Regions from separate parts of the Callithrix jacchus genome. Here region 1 is linked to region 2. A link is a contact called in public Hi-C data. All regions are on one chromosome and are shown on one strand. Each heading gives the region's core, a stretch centred on a gene start, on an enhancer-like site or on the middle of the called end of the contact. The rest is flanking DNA. Distances are from core to core; before and after follow the strand shown.

Region 1 (7,124 bases), core at 2,884-5,383, 87 kb after region 2:
CCTACCTGGGATTCTTTCATTTAAAAGCTCCCTTTGCCCCTAAAGAGGAGGACCCTGATTCTGGGCAGAATCTACAAAGCCCTGTGGGCACTGGCCTCTGCTTGCTCTCCAACTCTGCTCTTCTGTGGGTTCTTCTTGTTCCAGCCACATGGGCTTTGCGGTAGTCTTTTTTTTTTTCGAGATGGAGTTTTGCTCTTGTTGCCCCAGCAGGAGTGTAATGGCATAATCTCGGCTTACTGCAACCTCCGCCTCCCGGGTTCAAGCGATTCTTTTACCTCAGCCTCCTGAGTAGCTGGGATTACAGGCATGCACTACCATGCCCAGCTAATTTTTTGTATTTTTAGCAGAGATGGGATTTCTCCAAATTGGTCAGGCTGGTCTCCAACTCCCTACATCAGGTGATCCACCCACCTCAGCCTCCCAAAGTGCTGGGATTACAGGCATGAGAAACTGCACCCAGCCTGTGATAGTCTTTACTCATTCTTCCTAGAAAGCACTTCTGCTCCCTCAGTACCCTTAGTAATTCAGTCCAGACCCTGCCTTGGGAAAGCCTTCCTGATCCCCATGCTGGCTGCTCACACTTGAATCCACCCTTTTCCTTCCGTACATTTGTTTTTGCTTTGTATGTAAGCATTCATTGGTGATCTGATTCCAGCTCCCCTGTAGGGTAGCAGCCCCATGACACCAGGTGATACACCTGCTTTTGCCCCCAGTGAGCTTACCAGAACCTGGAATCACATGAGTACTAATCCTGGTCTTGGAGGGACCCAGAGAAAGTTTTCTGCCTTACAGCAGTGAGCAAGTGTTTGGCCTCAGGCTTCTCTCAATAGGAACAGTCCAGGAGTGAAACATCGCAGTTCTCAAGACCTTGAGGGCTTCTCATGCTGACCTCACCTTAGAACCATGGAGGAGCATTTTAAACCCATGAACTCCCTCCCCGCATGCCTCAGATTCCAACTCAAACAGTCTGGGTGGGCCTGGGCATCCTCAGGTGCCTCCTCTGTGCTGCCAGAATTGGGACCCACTGCCTGGAGACGCCCCTCTTCCCACTGCGAGGTTTTGATTAGTTGAACTCCAAGGACACCTTTCTTCCAGGTTCCTAATAGTCACAGTTGCTACACACTGTGCAATCCACTTCTAGTGCCTTGTGCCACTTGAGCCTCATAATGATGAGAGATAGCTTTTGTCATGCCTGTTTTGTGGTTGAGAAGCTGCAGCCGGGTGAGGTTAAGTATCTTGAACAAGGCCTTGCAACTCGCATGAGAAAAGGCAGGATTTGAACACATGCCAATGGAACGCAAGCCTGGGCTGTTCATTTCTTTATTGTAACACCTTACGTTCTCATGGCAGAGGACTTTGGAAGCACTTTGTGTCGTGCATGTATGTGGGCGTGTATATCTACCTCTCTACCTGTGTGTTTGTGTGTATCTACCTCTCTGTATATCTATAAATATCTTCTATCGCATTTGCTATCGGCAATTTCTGGATATTCCTAAGGAAGGATTCCCAGGTAGTACTACTAATTATGAGTGGAGATTAAAAAAAAAAACAAAAAAAAACCTTGATTATTTGTTACAAGTCCCTAAGTGCTTGGGCTGTGTCCCTTCACCTGCTTGTAGCTTTGAGTGGAGAAAGGACAGCACCCGTGTAGCCACAACAAGCTCTCCTGGCCCTTTCCTTGTTGGACAGGAGCAAGAGGGGAGGTATAATGAGTCTGAAGCAGAGACTTAGGATGACTCATATCTCCCCCCTTCTAATCCCCAATTTCGGACAAACATGGGGCCCAGAAGTGAGTGAGGGAATTAAATTAAGGAACACAATTTCTCCCTGTCATTGAACTCTGACTAATGAGTCTATTTCTGGGTAATAAGAAGGAGCAGGAAGTGACAAGGCAGTGTAATGAATTAGTGGCCCAGAACCTCGTTAGTCAGAATAATCTTTCCGCGAAAGATAAATGATGCAAACATTAATTATAAAGCCAGGGTGGAAATGCATCCCATTATTTGGCTTCCTAAGAAACCTATCCCAGTTATTACGAGGCATCTCAAACAACAACAATAATAATAATAAGGTAAGGCTCAGTGAGAACTTTCGCCCCTGGGGAGACTTGCTCCACTGGTGGTGGTCAGTAGGGGGAGCACAGAGGACCAGCTGTGCTTTCAAAAGGGGCTGGAACTCAGGGAAGCGGACATGCCCCTCTGGGTTTTGTACCAGAAGAGATGTGGTAGTGTCTCCGCCCCAGCTTCTCTGCATCCTGTAGGGTTGGTCACTCAGGGCAGTCCACTCTAGTCATCAAGATCCAGGTGAGGTGAAGAGTTTAACTAGAACATTCCCCCCTTTCAAAGAGAGAGAGACGAGGGAGGTGGGGAAGAACAAGGCTGGGGGTTTTCCAGGAATTCTGGCATCTTTAAAGGAGTCAGAGATCAAAGCCATGGAGGAAATCGAGGTTAAGAGGTCGGGCTCTGGAATCAGCCACGCTGAAACCCTGGCTCGGCATGTTTTGAAAAGCCCCATAGTCCATTTCTTCCTCTGAGAATTGGTGGATAGCAGAGGCATCTGGTTAAGGAGGTGTTTTATGAGCATCAAGTGAGGTGTGTGTGTAAGATACTTGGCATCCATTAAATGTTCCATGGATGCCATTGCTAATGTGTTTTTAATGCAGAGTAAAGGTTGTAGAGCTGGAAGCCATGTTGGAGACATTGAAGGAGGCTCCCTTATTGCACAGGTGAGGGGGGAGAGCAACGTCACTCAGCAGTTCAGCCGTGGGGGCACTGAGGCTCTGGCTCCCGGCTCAGGTGAGGGTCTGTCATCTTAGGCTGTTTTCGTAGCCTGGATTGTTGGTCACAGCACAGAAGGGGGGTGGTGAGGGAAAGGGAGGAAGCTAAATCAGTCTCAAGAAATGCGGTTGCTGAGACCATTCCTCAGGAGAACAAATAAACCAGAATTAAAAACTATAAAAAAGCCTCCTGCAGTGCCATGGTAATGAACTTGTCCGTGACTGCACGGCGTAGAGGGTCCCAGCTTCTGAAGACTTGAGCTATCTGTTGCCTGCAAAGGGGTTGGGGAAATCATTTGCTGAAGGGAGAGAAGTTTGAAGCAAAGATACTGATGCAATCTGGAGTCTCCTTCCAGGTGGCATCAGATTGAAGCGGAGGCTGGGAGCTGCTTTTGTTTTGAAGGCTTTGTTGGTGTCTGACTGGCAACTCTTGGTAATGAGAGAAGAAAAAACAATTAATTGGAAATGAATTTTAATTGTCTCTGACTTCTCATTTGTAGGCTATTAAAATGAGTTCCCTATTAAAATATCACATCGGCTGCCTCACTGCAAGATAAGAGAAAGCACCCCAAAAGCTCTTCTCCCACCACGTCCAGTACTCACTCCACACTCATTTCTTTTGGCAAAAAGTAGTTCTTAGATTTTAAGCAAAATGAACCAAAAAGGAAAAAACAGAAAAAAAAATGCCCTCAAATCTTTTCTTTTTTTTCTTTTTTTCTTATACATTTATTTATTTTGCTAAGGAATGCACGCCTGTGTTCATTTATTATTCTGTGGCTGTCTGCTTCATTCCCATTTCCGAGTGCCGTGGCAAAACGGCTTGGAGAGCAGGGCTTCGTCGGGGCTGGGCCTTCTCTGCCAGCTGCTCAGTCTCTACCTGGAATGGAGGCTCTAGTGGGGCTGGGGTGAGGCCAAGGAAACAGACACGAGGCACTGGGGCAGGAGACAGGCTTGAGCATTGAGGTCTAGGACCACTGTGTCCCCTTCTGCTCCCTACCTCACCTGCTCCTTTACCCCACTGGATCAGGGAGGTTTGTTTCTCAGACACAGGTGCTGTCCGGGAGTTACAGCCCTTCTTGGAGATCTCAGATCTAGGCTAAAACCACCTCTGACACTGCCCAGCGAGGTGTCTGTGTGATGAGAGCCATCCCCTGCCCATCTGGTCCCTCACTGAGCAATCCTAGTGTTCATTCAGTAGATGCTACAGGCCTGGGGCCCAGGAGGCTCCCAGGAAATTCAGCCTCCAGCCCTTTCTGAAAGCAGACATCCTTCCCTCTGCTTCACTGTCTGCCGATGCTCTCCCTCTTCCTCCTGCTCTGTCCTTCCTCACTCCATCTTCCGTTCACTTTTTCCCGCCCCCATCATCTTTCTTCTGACCGTTCCTCCCAGCCCTGATTCTCTCCTAGCAAAAGCGCCAGGAACTCCTCCCTAATAGGCTCTGCTCAAGAACTTACTAGGAGGTTTTTGGCTCTTGCCTTTCTAGGTAAGGTCTGCACTCAGCAACTTTATGGATGCCAGGAAGGAGCCATTTCTATCTCCCCCGGGCAGAAGCATAATCAGCCCGGAAGGCCAGTTCCACCCCTTGACTCCCTGGGGCACTATCTGGTTTCTGTACTCACCCTCCCCGCCCAACCCCATCACTGTGCAATTTATTTATGGAAGGCCAGGGACACCTGTCTCCTTCCTTCTAAATCACCTGCATGTTCAGGGGATCAGCCACAGCTCCTGCTTGCACCGGCCTTAACAGCTCTGGGCTTGCAGAGAATGCGGTTGAAGCAATGTTAGCTCTGGGCTGGCAGGGCCTGCCGGTGGCTGCCCTCACCCTCCTCTGGAGCCCACACTGAGCTGGGCATATATGTGACTTGGCAGAGGTGGCAAATGGCTCGGAGCCCCGTGAAAACCGCCAAGAGTCAGCGTTATAAGAAGCTGAGGCCTTGGGCAAATTCACAGGCCACTGGAGAGTGACAAAGTGCCCATCAATGGTGGTTGATCAAAGAGGTGGTATCAAAAGTGGCAAAGAGAAGTGTGTCCCAGGAGCTTGCCTCAGAATAAGGACCTGGGGAGCTTGCCTCGGAGTAAGGACCTGGCCACCTGGTGGGGGCAATGATATTTGTTGGTTTGAGAGCTAAGATCCCTTTGAAGGTCGAGTCAAGGTTTGGGGGCTCCAAATCTTGGACAGCAGCAGGTGCTTGGCTCACGGACAAAGAGGCCCCCATCCCAGCTCCACCTGAGAGCCCTGGGCTGGCTGTTGGCTGCCCTCACCTGCACTGCCGCTTGGCAGCAGATGGCCAGGGGCCCGCAGCGTGCCCTCACTGTGTTCCTCTCCGCGTGCCCGTTCCTTTCTCTTTCTCTTTCTACACAAATTCCCTGTTTCTGGAGTGGACTCTGCTTTCCACACCATGAGTCCGGGAGGACCGCCCTTCTTGGCAGACGTGGGAGGAACAAGTCTGAGTGGTGCTGTCCCTCCCTCCCCGCCGGGAGCAGAGCAGCAAGGAGACCCTTGAATGTACCCGCTCTGGGGAGGCCTCAAAACAGAGCACAGGCCCAACTGCATCAGGGTCCAGGCAGCAATGTCAGCAAGCCAGGCCTCCGCAGTCAGGGAAAGGCAGAGGCAGGCGACTTGAGCAAAGAAGCCTCCTCTGAGAGGAGACAGGTGTCCATCCGCACTGCACGTGGATGGAGGAGCTGCGCCTGCTTCGTGAAGCAGGCGCAGGTGTGCTTGAATGGCTGGAATGAGTGCCGTGTGGCTCTGCTGCTCTGAGGAAACCGCGTCACACACCCCGGACAGCTGGAGTGCCTCCCCGGTTCAGTCTCCCTGGGATTCCAGCACATTCTCTTCTGCCCAGACTCTTCCTGTTCACTCATCAGACCACACTCAAACCCAGCTTGTCTTTGTTCACGGCTCTCTAGGCTGGCGTTAACTGGATGACAGGATACTTATTCGTATATACTTTTTTCCACTAGACTACTGGTAGTGGGAAAGGGACATCATTGTACTTTGGTATTTAGCACTCCTGGTACACAGTAGGGCCTCAGTGGAAGCTTATGGAATTCAAATATCTATGGACCAGCCTTAGCTGCTTCTTTCTGGCCTTCAAAATAAAGCCTTTGTGATAACTGCTCCCTTAAGACAGAGAAGACCACAGTGTCTGGGTGGGTGAGGGGAGGGGAGTATCCATGTCCCTTGTCTATTTTAGGCTTTAGCCTAAAAATAGATGGGGAAGGATGAGAGGGCTGAGGAGGGCAGGAGGGCCAGAAAACTCCTAAGGCTTCTGGTGGTAAATGGTGAGTACAGCAATGGGTCAGAAGGTGACTGCAGAACCCTTGCTGGCTGCCCACTGGAGTATAGCTGGTGACCACGGGGATGATCAGGGCTTCCTACGGGCTCCTGACTGAGGGGAGAGGCTTGTGGTTGACAAGTCCATCTCCACTAACCTGGGAGGACACCTGCCTTAGAGGACAAGGGATGCTGGTGGCCTTCTGTGAGCAGGACGTTTTGGCGGCCCCAAAAGCATCACAGGGCTGTTTCTGCCAGATCAACCCTAGTGCTTCGGCTAGGCCCCAGGCCTGGGCTTTGTAAGAACTGCAAATTGTGTCCTCATTATCTGTGTATGAGTGTCAATGTGTGTGTCTTTCTTCTTATCTCGTAGTCATTTGGGTCACCTGCCCACCTCTGGACAAAACCTGCATTTAAATATGGCGCCAGACAGTGACATAATGCAATTAGGGGACGATGCTTGCCGCTGTAATTTTGCACGCTTTTGGAAAATCTGCAAAAATGCTCTCCCATCCCACACCAGGAGCACTGCTGGACAAATGCTACTGGAAGGACCTGTGCCTTGGGGGCCCAGGTGATGCCTGAGACCCTTTGTAGACAGCATGGCAGCTCTCTCTCTCTCTCTCTCTCTCTCTCTCTCTCTCTCTCTCTCTCTCCAGGGGGTGGAGAACAGAGATCTTATGTTTGCAGATAGCCTTTTAAAATAAAGTGCCAGAACAAGGATTTGACATCCTCATTGAGGGAAAAAAAATTGTTTTTGCCTACCCGCCTTCTCCCCCGTCTGTTGGTGTCGGACTCTGATGGGTTGAAAGGCAGCACAAAGAGAAAGAGGGTGGGAAGATGATGGCAACTCAGGGAGATAATTGACTTCAGAAATGCTATGTCTTGGATGTAGGAAGAAAACAAGTGAAAATATGTTATTTTACAACCTTGATACTCCTGACCTCATGGAAAGAAAATATACACACAGCATAGGGGTGCACAGGTAGGCAGGAGGAAGGGTCCTTGCATGGGGTGCTGGTGCCCTCGCGTGGCTGTGAGAAGTACTGCCACACGCGCACGTTCTCTTTC
Region 2 (7,198 bases), core at 153-2,652:
GTGTTAACAATGTTTTAACATGAAATAATAAACAAACTCCACTAATTGGGTATTTTTCTTCTGAAGGTCATATGCCTCCATAAAAATCACCCTGGCAAGTGTGCAATTCAAAAGAGTAATCACACCTTACCTTCAGACACTGTGCTTTTTTGTGTTCAAAGAGCATTCTTTAAATGTTAATTAGTTACTCCACCAAATATCCTAGAAGGTGTGGATTAATATCTGCTAACCACAGATGGTGACTCAAAGGGAGAGGGAGACTGACTCCTGCCTCCTGTCACACAACAATTCGGAGGCCAGACTTTTTAGTTTAATCTTTGTGAATGGACTAGCAATGAGTCACAAACTGGGGCTGAGGAACCCAGGGGTATGTATTCTAAATTTCCTATGGATTTCTTCTATTCTTGGATTTGCATGAAACTCATAGATGAACCCGTGAGAAGTGCTTTCATGGATATGAGTTCACTATCAATGGACCCCTTAAATCAGGTAGTCACTATCTCAAGGGTCGCCAGCTAGAAAATGTTAGCATGGAGCTCTCTCTTCCTGCCTAACAAGATGGGAACTACTTACTTTCAAGTCCATTTTAGCTACAAGTGATCTTTTATGAATGCTCAACAGTAGAAAGAACAGACGTGCCAGCAGCATCTTCCCGGGATCCCAATACACTAGGACTACTATAGGCAGAAAGCTCAGAGGTTAACCGGCTGACAGCCCTCTTTGCTGACACCCACCACGAGTGAGAGCGTCTCTCAGTCCCTGCCCCATGCTTTTCCTAAGGACTTACGATGTTCCCATCGCATAAAACCACTTGCAACCGTTCCCAATAATTGCAGTGTGAAAAGTGAGCTGATCAGCATCCGACTTTTATGGCCTGCTACTAACCCAGCCAGCATTTTCTAATAATACTTTGCCTTTATATCCCAAGATCGCAGAGCAATTTACGAAGATTAATTAGAAGCGCCTCAGAACTCTCATCTTTGGTGGAGGCAGGGGCGGAGGCCATGAGAGGGGAGTTAAATTAGCCTCCCTGGAGTGTGGGAAGTGAGAATTTTAAGTGAGGGCTCCTCTTGTTCGAGCCAAGACTATATCTGAGAATAAAACCCTGTGTCCGATTAGTAGTCAACAGAGAAACAATCTGTCATCTGATATTCCAAAAGGGTTCAACTGGGAGGAAGTAACCAGCCTGTTGTGTTTATTTTTTATTTGAAAAGTGATGTAAACACCCAAATTTGTTACTACCCCTGGGGTCCTGGCACAATGCCCAAGATATCTGCAATTTTGTGAGATTACAGCTTGTGTCACCCCGGAAGAAGCCATTTCACTCTTTGCCCTTCAGTGTCCTCAGCCTGCAGTCCCTGGTTCCCTGAGAGGCCGAGGGTGAGCTGGGATCCATGTGACCCTTTGATGTCTGATGGGATGGAGGCTGGCCCTCTCCAGGCCTCCCCCACTCAGTGCTACACTAGGCCTGGTGCTGCCAGGATCCGCTTGGCAAAGAATAGGGAACGATGGTGGAGAAAGGACTCTATCAGACCATTGAGGAAGCGCAGCTGCTGAGAGGCCAAGGGGGATGCAGTGGGGGGGTGTTAGGGGGAACTGCAGTGACGCTCTGTTTTGTTCTTGCAACCAAGGCACAAATTAAAGCAAAATTAGAGACTTTCTTTGGGCGATTGGACGGATGGGAGGAGGAGGAAGACGGGGAAGCAGAGCTTTTAAGGACAGCAATTTGAGAACATCTGAGACAAATCTGTGGCTGATTCTTTTTTTGTGTGAATTAGTTAGTGACTTTCTTTTTGGATTCCGGAGGGGTTTTTCCCCCCTTCCTTTCCCTTTTTGCACCATGCACATGTAAATGTGATTGAGAATTCTTTCGTCAGATCTGCTGCCTTGGCAGCCTTCCTGCCAGCTGGCCTGGCTGGGGGAACCCACGCTGGTGGCTGATTGCGATTGACAAGTCCTCCCAGGCTTGGTGGGAGGAAGTTCTACATGGGAGACACTCCTCAGGCCCTCCTTTGGGGTTTAGTTCCTGCAGGAAAGGAGGGCAGAGGAGCAGGACTGAACTCCTCTCTGCCCACAGAGGGCACCGGAGCCAACACCACCATGTTCTGTGAGCACACAGCAAGCACAGTTGTGAGCTCAGGGGGTTGCTGCTCTCTCTGGGGCACCATCGGATGCAGAATCATGGGTGCCCAGAGTCGAGTAGATTTTGAAAGGCCATGGAATTTACCTCCTCCTTCTCTATCTCACTTCTTGCCTCTATCTAGGGCATTTCATCAAAACACCAAGATAGAAGAAGTGTAAAAATCTTGCCTGCCCCAAGTGGTTGTAGTATGTGGTTTGTCCTATTTTTGGCTTCTCTGTTTCAGCTCATTTTCTCTTTGTGTCCCTTCCTTTTTCCCTCCGTGGCTCCAGGCCATGTTGATTTTCTAGTGTTTTTCCTTATCATCTTTCCGTTCTTCTCCCTGCCCACTCAGATTCTCACCAGAACCTAACTCAAGGCTTCCACCCACGCAAGTTCTCTCTGCTAAACGGGACTGTGTTTACACACTGTTGAGCACAGAACCTTACCTGTAGTAACTGATCTCTAAAAGGCCAGTGAAATTACACACTCTCATAGGTAATCTCATGTGTGTGTATATGTGTGTGTGTTAGACTTTTAAAACAATATTTTAGTTTTTCCCTTTTTATTTTTTTGAAACAGGATCTCTCTCTGTCACCCAAGCTGGAATGCAGTGATGCAATCACAGTTCATTGATGCCTCAACCTCCCAGGCTCAAGCAATCCTCCCATCTCAGCCTCCCAAGCTGGGACCATAGGCGTGTACCATTTTTTTAATTTGTTTTTGTAGAGACAAAGTCTTACTATGTTGCCTAGGCTGGTATCGAACTCCTAGGCTCAAGGGATTCTCCAGCCTCAGTTTTTCCATAGGTTCATAAAGCCATGTGCATTGAAAGTCTCTCCAGAGATCACCCGTATGTAGATGACTACGGCAGACAGCCACTGAGATGAGCTTCAGACCCTCACCTTCAAATAGAATACAGCTGTAATGAGGGGTTGCCACTTCCACAGTTAAGTGACAAAAAGCTCATGGATTTCCTCTTGGGCAAGCTCTCTCACTCCCTCTTGGATTCACTCAGGGAGCCAGCTGCCATGTTGTGAGGAAGCCCTGTGTAGAGACCCCTAACCTGCTAACAGTCACATGAGTGAGCTTGAGGCAGATCTGCTCCTCCTTCCAGGCAAGCCTTTAGAACAGGCCTGGCCCACAGATTGACTGTGCCCTTAGGAGCAACCCTGAATCAGAGACACCCAGGTAAACTCTTCCAAGATTTCTGACCCCAGAAATTGTGAGATAATAAGTTTGTCATTCAGGCTGCCTTGTTTGTTACAAAGCAATAATAAATAATTAATACAGTGGGTTCTCAGGCCACTATAATACTCTGTTCTCCTCTTAAGGTGCTTTAAAAGAAAAAGAAAGTAGACAACCAGCTTCAGCACTAAGAGACTGCTTTCTAAGTATTTTTAACTCTTTGGAAAGAACAATCTACAACACTTATCTCACACTGACCGTTTCTGAACCTAGAGCAACTTTAGCTACTGAAAGACGTATCAGGCAATCTACTACATCAAATTAATTTTAGTTAACCTAAAAAATAAGTGATGCTCAATTGGGAGGCTATGGAGCAAGAAAAAGTACTCAGAAAAGAGAAGGACACTAACCAGTGCTAACTACACCCAGTCATTGCTCTACATGACTTGCATTGTATTTTCTCATTTTATTTACCCATTCTTCCTCTGGAGTAAGTTCTATTTTTATCCCCATTTTACAGATAAGGTAGCTAAGCCACAGAAAGTTTTATTACATTTCTCAATGTTATATAGCTAATAAAAGCCTTACTTCAAAGTCCATACTCTTGACCACAAATTATTCTGACTTGCCATTTCAGACAAATTCAAATTATTAAATATAATCTAGTCTTAGGACTCACAAATATTGGTTAATTGAAAAATTGATGAATAATAGAGATGTATAATAAAATTGATACTATATATTTTTAAATTTTGTCCTATATATGGAAAGCTTATTTCACCAGTTATAACATGCACCTGCATGAGTGGAATTGCATCTTAAATGCTCCACTGCACCCAGTCCAGGACTCTATTATTTCATGACTGTGCATCGGAAACAATTGGAGGAAGTCAGTCAAACAGGGGCCAGCCACAGAGAGAATTACAGGAGTTGACAGCGTGAAAGAAGAGGTGGTCAGAGATCAAAATAAGTTCAGGGCTCTTGGAATACAAACTGAGAGAGAGAAAAACCAAATCATCATCTTTAGGGTGAGGTTGATGAGGAAGAGTGACCCATAATTGAGCATTCAATAAGCCAAGGATGCAGAAAGACAACTAACAATAAAGCATGCTTGGCTGTGGAATGCTTGCTATGTGCCAGGCACTGTTCTAAATGATTTCCATGTATTGTCTTCTTTGATTTTACATCACCATGTGAAGTGGTTACTAAAAGCATCCCCATTTCACAGATGAGGAAACTGAGGCACAGAGAGATTATTGTTACCTCCCAGCCACAGTTAGCAAATAGAAGGGTTAAGACAAAATGAGAGATCTGCTTCAAGCTTACTCACATGGCTGTTGGCAGGTTTTGGTCCCTTGGCAAGCAGGCCGCTGCACAGGGATTCCTCACAACATGGCAGCTGACTCCGCCACAGTGAGCAACTCAAGAGACAGTGAGAGCTTGCCCCAGAGCAAAGCCACAGGCTTTGTATAACCTCATTTTGAAAGTAACATCAGATTATTTCCAATATGGCCTGAAACAAAAATCCTTTCTCTTGACCACTACTATAAATTTTCTTGGCAACATAGTTTGAGTCAGTACTAGTATGCCATGGTTATGAAATTTGAATTAAGAAATGGGGATGTTTATCTCTTGGTATATTTTATAGGTGTTGGATCTGGGTAGGGCAGGGACACAAAACCCAGCAAAAGCCAGAGGGATTTGCCATCTCGGTAGCTTGAGTCTACCTAGAACCAAAGCAGACAATCAAAAGAAAAGGTCTTCAATCAAAAATTCTAGTCCTGGTAGAATTTTACTGAACATCAAATGTGTAACACTTATCGTGAACCTACTATGGGGAATGGCATCAGGCTAGTTGGGTATAGAAAACTGTGTCAGACAAGGTCCTCATTCTGCTTATGTAAACATTAAAAATAAATATTTAACTCAGGGCAATGTGTACTTATTGTTAAATTGGTTAAAGAAATTAACTGCTGGGTGATTCTGAGAGGACTCACTGTGAGCTGCTGTGCTGTGATTTGGGTTTGGAACAAGAAAGAAACAGAAATGGAATTAACAGAGGTGTGGCTCGTGCAATGTGGAAGTGGAGGGTTTCTATGGGAGAGTAATGGGGCCTCACACTGCAGGGGACTCAATGTCTGAGCACCCTAGGGGAGAGGTTGACCTTCAACCTATAGGCTGTGGGTGGACACTGAAGGTTTGTGAGAAGACGGGTGTCATGATAAATGTAGTGTCTAAACAAGATTAACACAGCGGAGTTATACAGGAAACCATGCTATTGTTAACCTGGAAATGTGTTTGTGTGTGTGTGTGTGTGTGTGTGTGTGTGTGTGTAGACTCTGCTTGTAGTGAGAAGGCACTGGGCTAGAAGTCTGAAGACCCAGTTTCTTGTAAATATCCTACCATTAATAATACACAGAATTTAAGCAAGGCATTCTTCTCTTCCCTGGGACACACATTCTTCATTATAAAGTGATGAGACTGGAGGCTTTCCTAGTCCATCCAGCACTAGCATTCTGGATTTTTCACACTACTGTCCCCCTCAGTTAGTGCTGTAATCAAAAGCTGCCTACATATCCATTCTCCATCCAGAAATTGCAGTCCAGGGCTTCTCACACGAGCTTCTGCAGAGGCAAAACAACCCATCCTCTTATTTCTCACACATGATGATGAAACCAATGTGTTTTTCTCCTCTCCGCCTTATTTAACTCCAAATTATTATTTGTTCTTTTGTGTTTTATGCCTTCCATGTCCTAGGTTTGAAGGTGATGTATACATGGCATGGAGGCACAATACCTCCCCTTCCTCATCACCTTGTTGAAAAATTTTCATCCATCCACACATACACATGTGCACACACACACTTGATGCCAGGTCAATGCCTGACCTCACTGTTGAGGAGATGAAAGCAAAGCTTCCAGAGCATTTATTGTGCCCACCTGGTGTCCCTTAGCTGGAGGTGTGAGGCTTATATCAAGTAATGAGCAAGCGTGGCAAGCTCAATCCCCACATAAGTAGTACATTTCAGAAAGTAACAAAGAATATTCTTTCCTTGCTAAAACCCAACAAAGAAGCAAGGGATACATTCTTCCCCAGCCACGTGCCAGGATTCTCCTAAATACAGATATTTACCAAGGAACTGGAATGTTCTCACTCCAATGCTGGAGAAGCAACTCCGGGGATAATCTGTGAATGTGATTCGTCTTTCAGTCTATTTTGCTCAATCTCTCCCCTGTGCCCAGCCCTTGATCTTGCTACCACTAGGAGGCTCACTCTCATGAAGGGGGCAGCATGGAGAACCTCTGTCCTGCCCTAGTCAAAAGTCATCTATGTCCTTTCTGTTTTTAGAACCAGGACTGTCTGACAGCAGTGATGACCATGGGGGCTTGTGTCAAAATTCAAATCCCATAGTGGGGAATCAGGTGGGAGCAGAGAAGCAGAGATGCCTATAGCATTCAGAAGTGGGCCTGTCCAAGAGCTGAGAGTTCATTAGACTGAAAAACAGCAAACAGGTTGATACCTCAGAAGAGGAGGGACAAGAGACACTCTGGGAGGCCAAAGTAAGAGCCTCAGAGTTTTAGAACAGGGGCAGAAAACAGTGCAAAGCAGATCCCAGAGACAGGGCCAGAGGAAGTGCCATGGAAGCTGGTCTGTGGCATCCAAGCAAAGTGCTGAGTCAGGTGTCCCCTGCACTACAAGAGGACAATTGGATGGCTTCTTAATATCCCAATATCAGGGCACTGGCAGCATTTCCAACTTATTACTACAGTAACGTTCCTTCTTTGAATGCTTACTCATGGCCAGGCACTGTGTAAGGGTTTTAGAACACTATCAAAACTGATCTGCATGGCAATTGATGTGGGGGCTCTTTTCCCCATCTTGTAGGTGAGG

What was found. A called contact is a pair of places that touch in the nucleus more often than the background predicts.
Region 1: a contact with region 2 is called in a Hi-C map of induced pluripotent stem cells, with 4 times the contacts expected there. The contact joins two enhancer-like sites. A contact is called at or near these places in 2 of 3 Hi-C or Micro-C datasets (induced pluripotent stem cells and skeletal muscle).

The regions. Positions count from the first base shown.
Region 1 is chr10:31,459,263-31,466,386 of calJac240_pri, forward strand. All of the region lies in intron 2 of NTM (neurotrimin), which reads left to right. Among named protein-coding and RNA genes, the nearest start is that of NTM, 290 kb to the left of the region's middle. Within about 2 kb of position 4,134, at least 4 of the 16 cell types and tissues checked have an H3K27ac peak or open chromatin away from gene starts, as enhancers often do.
Region 2 is chr10:31,374,924-31,382,121 of calJac240_pri, forward strand. All of the region lies in intron 2 of NTM (neurotrimin), which reads left to right. Among named protein-coding and RNA genes, the nearest start is that of NTM, 210 kb to the left of the region's middle. Within about 2 kb of position 1,403, at least 6 of the 16 cell types and tissues checked have an H3K27ac peak or open chromatin away from gene starts, as enhancers often do.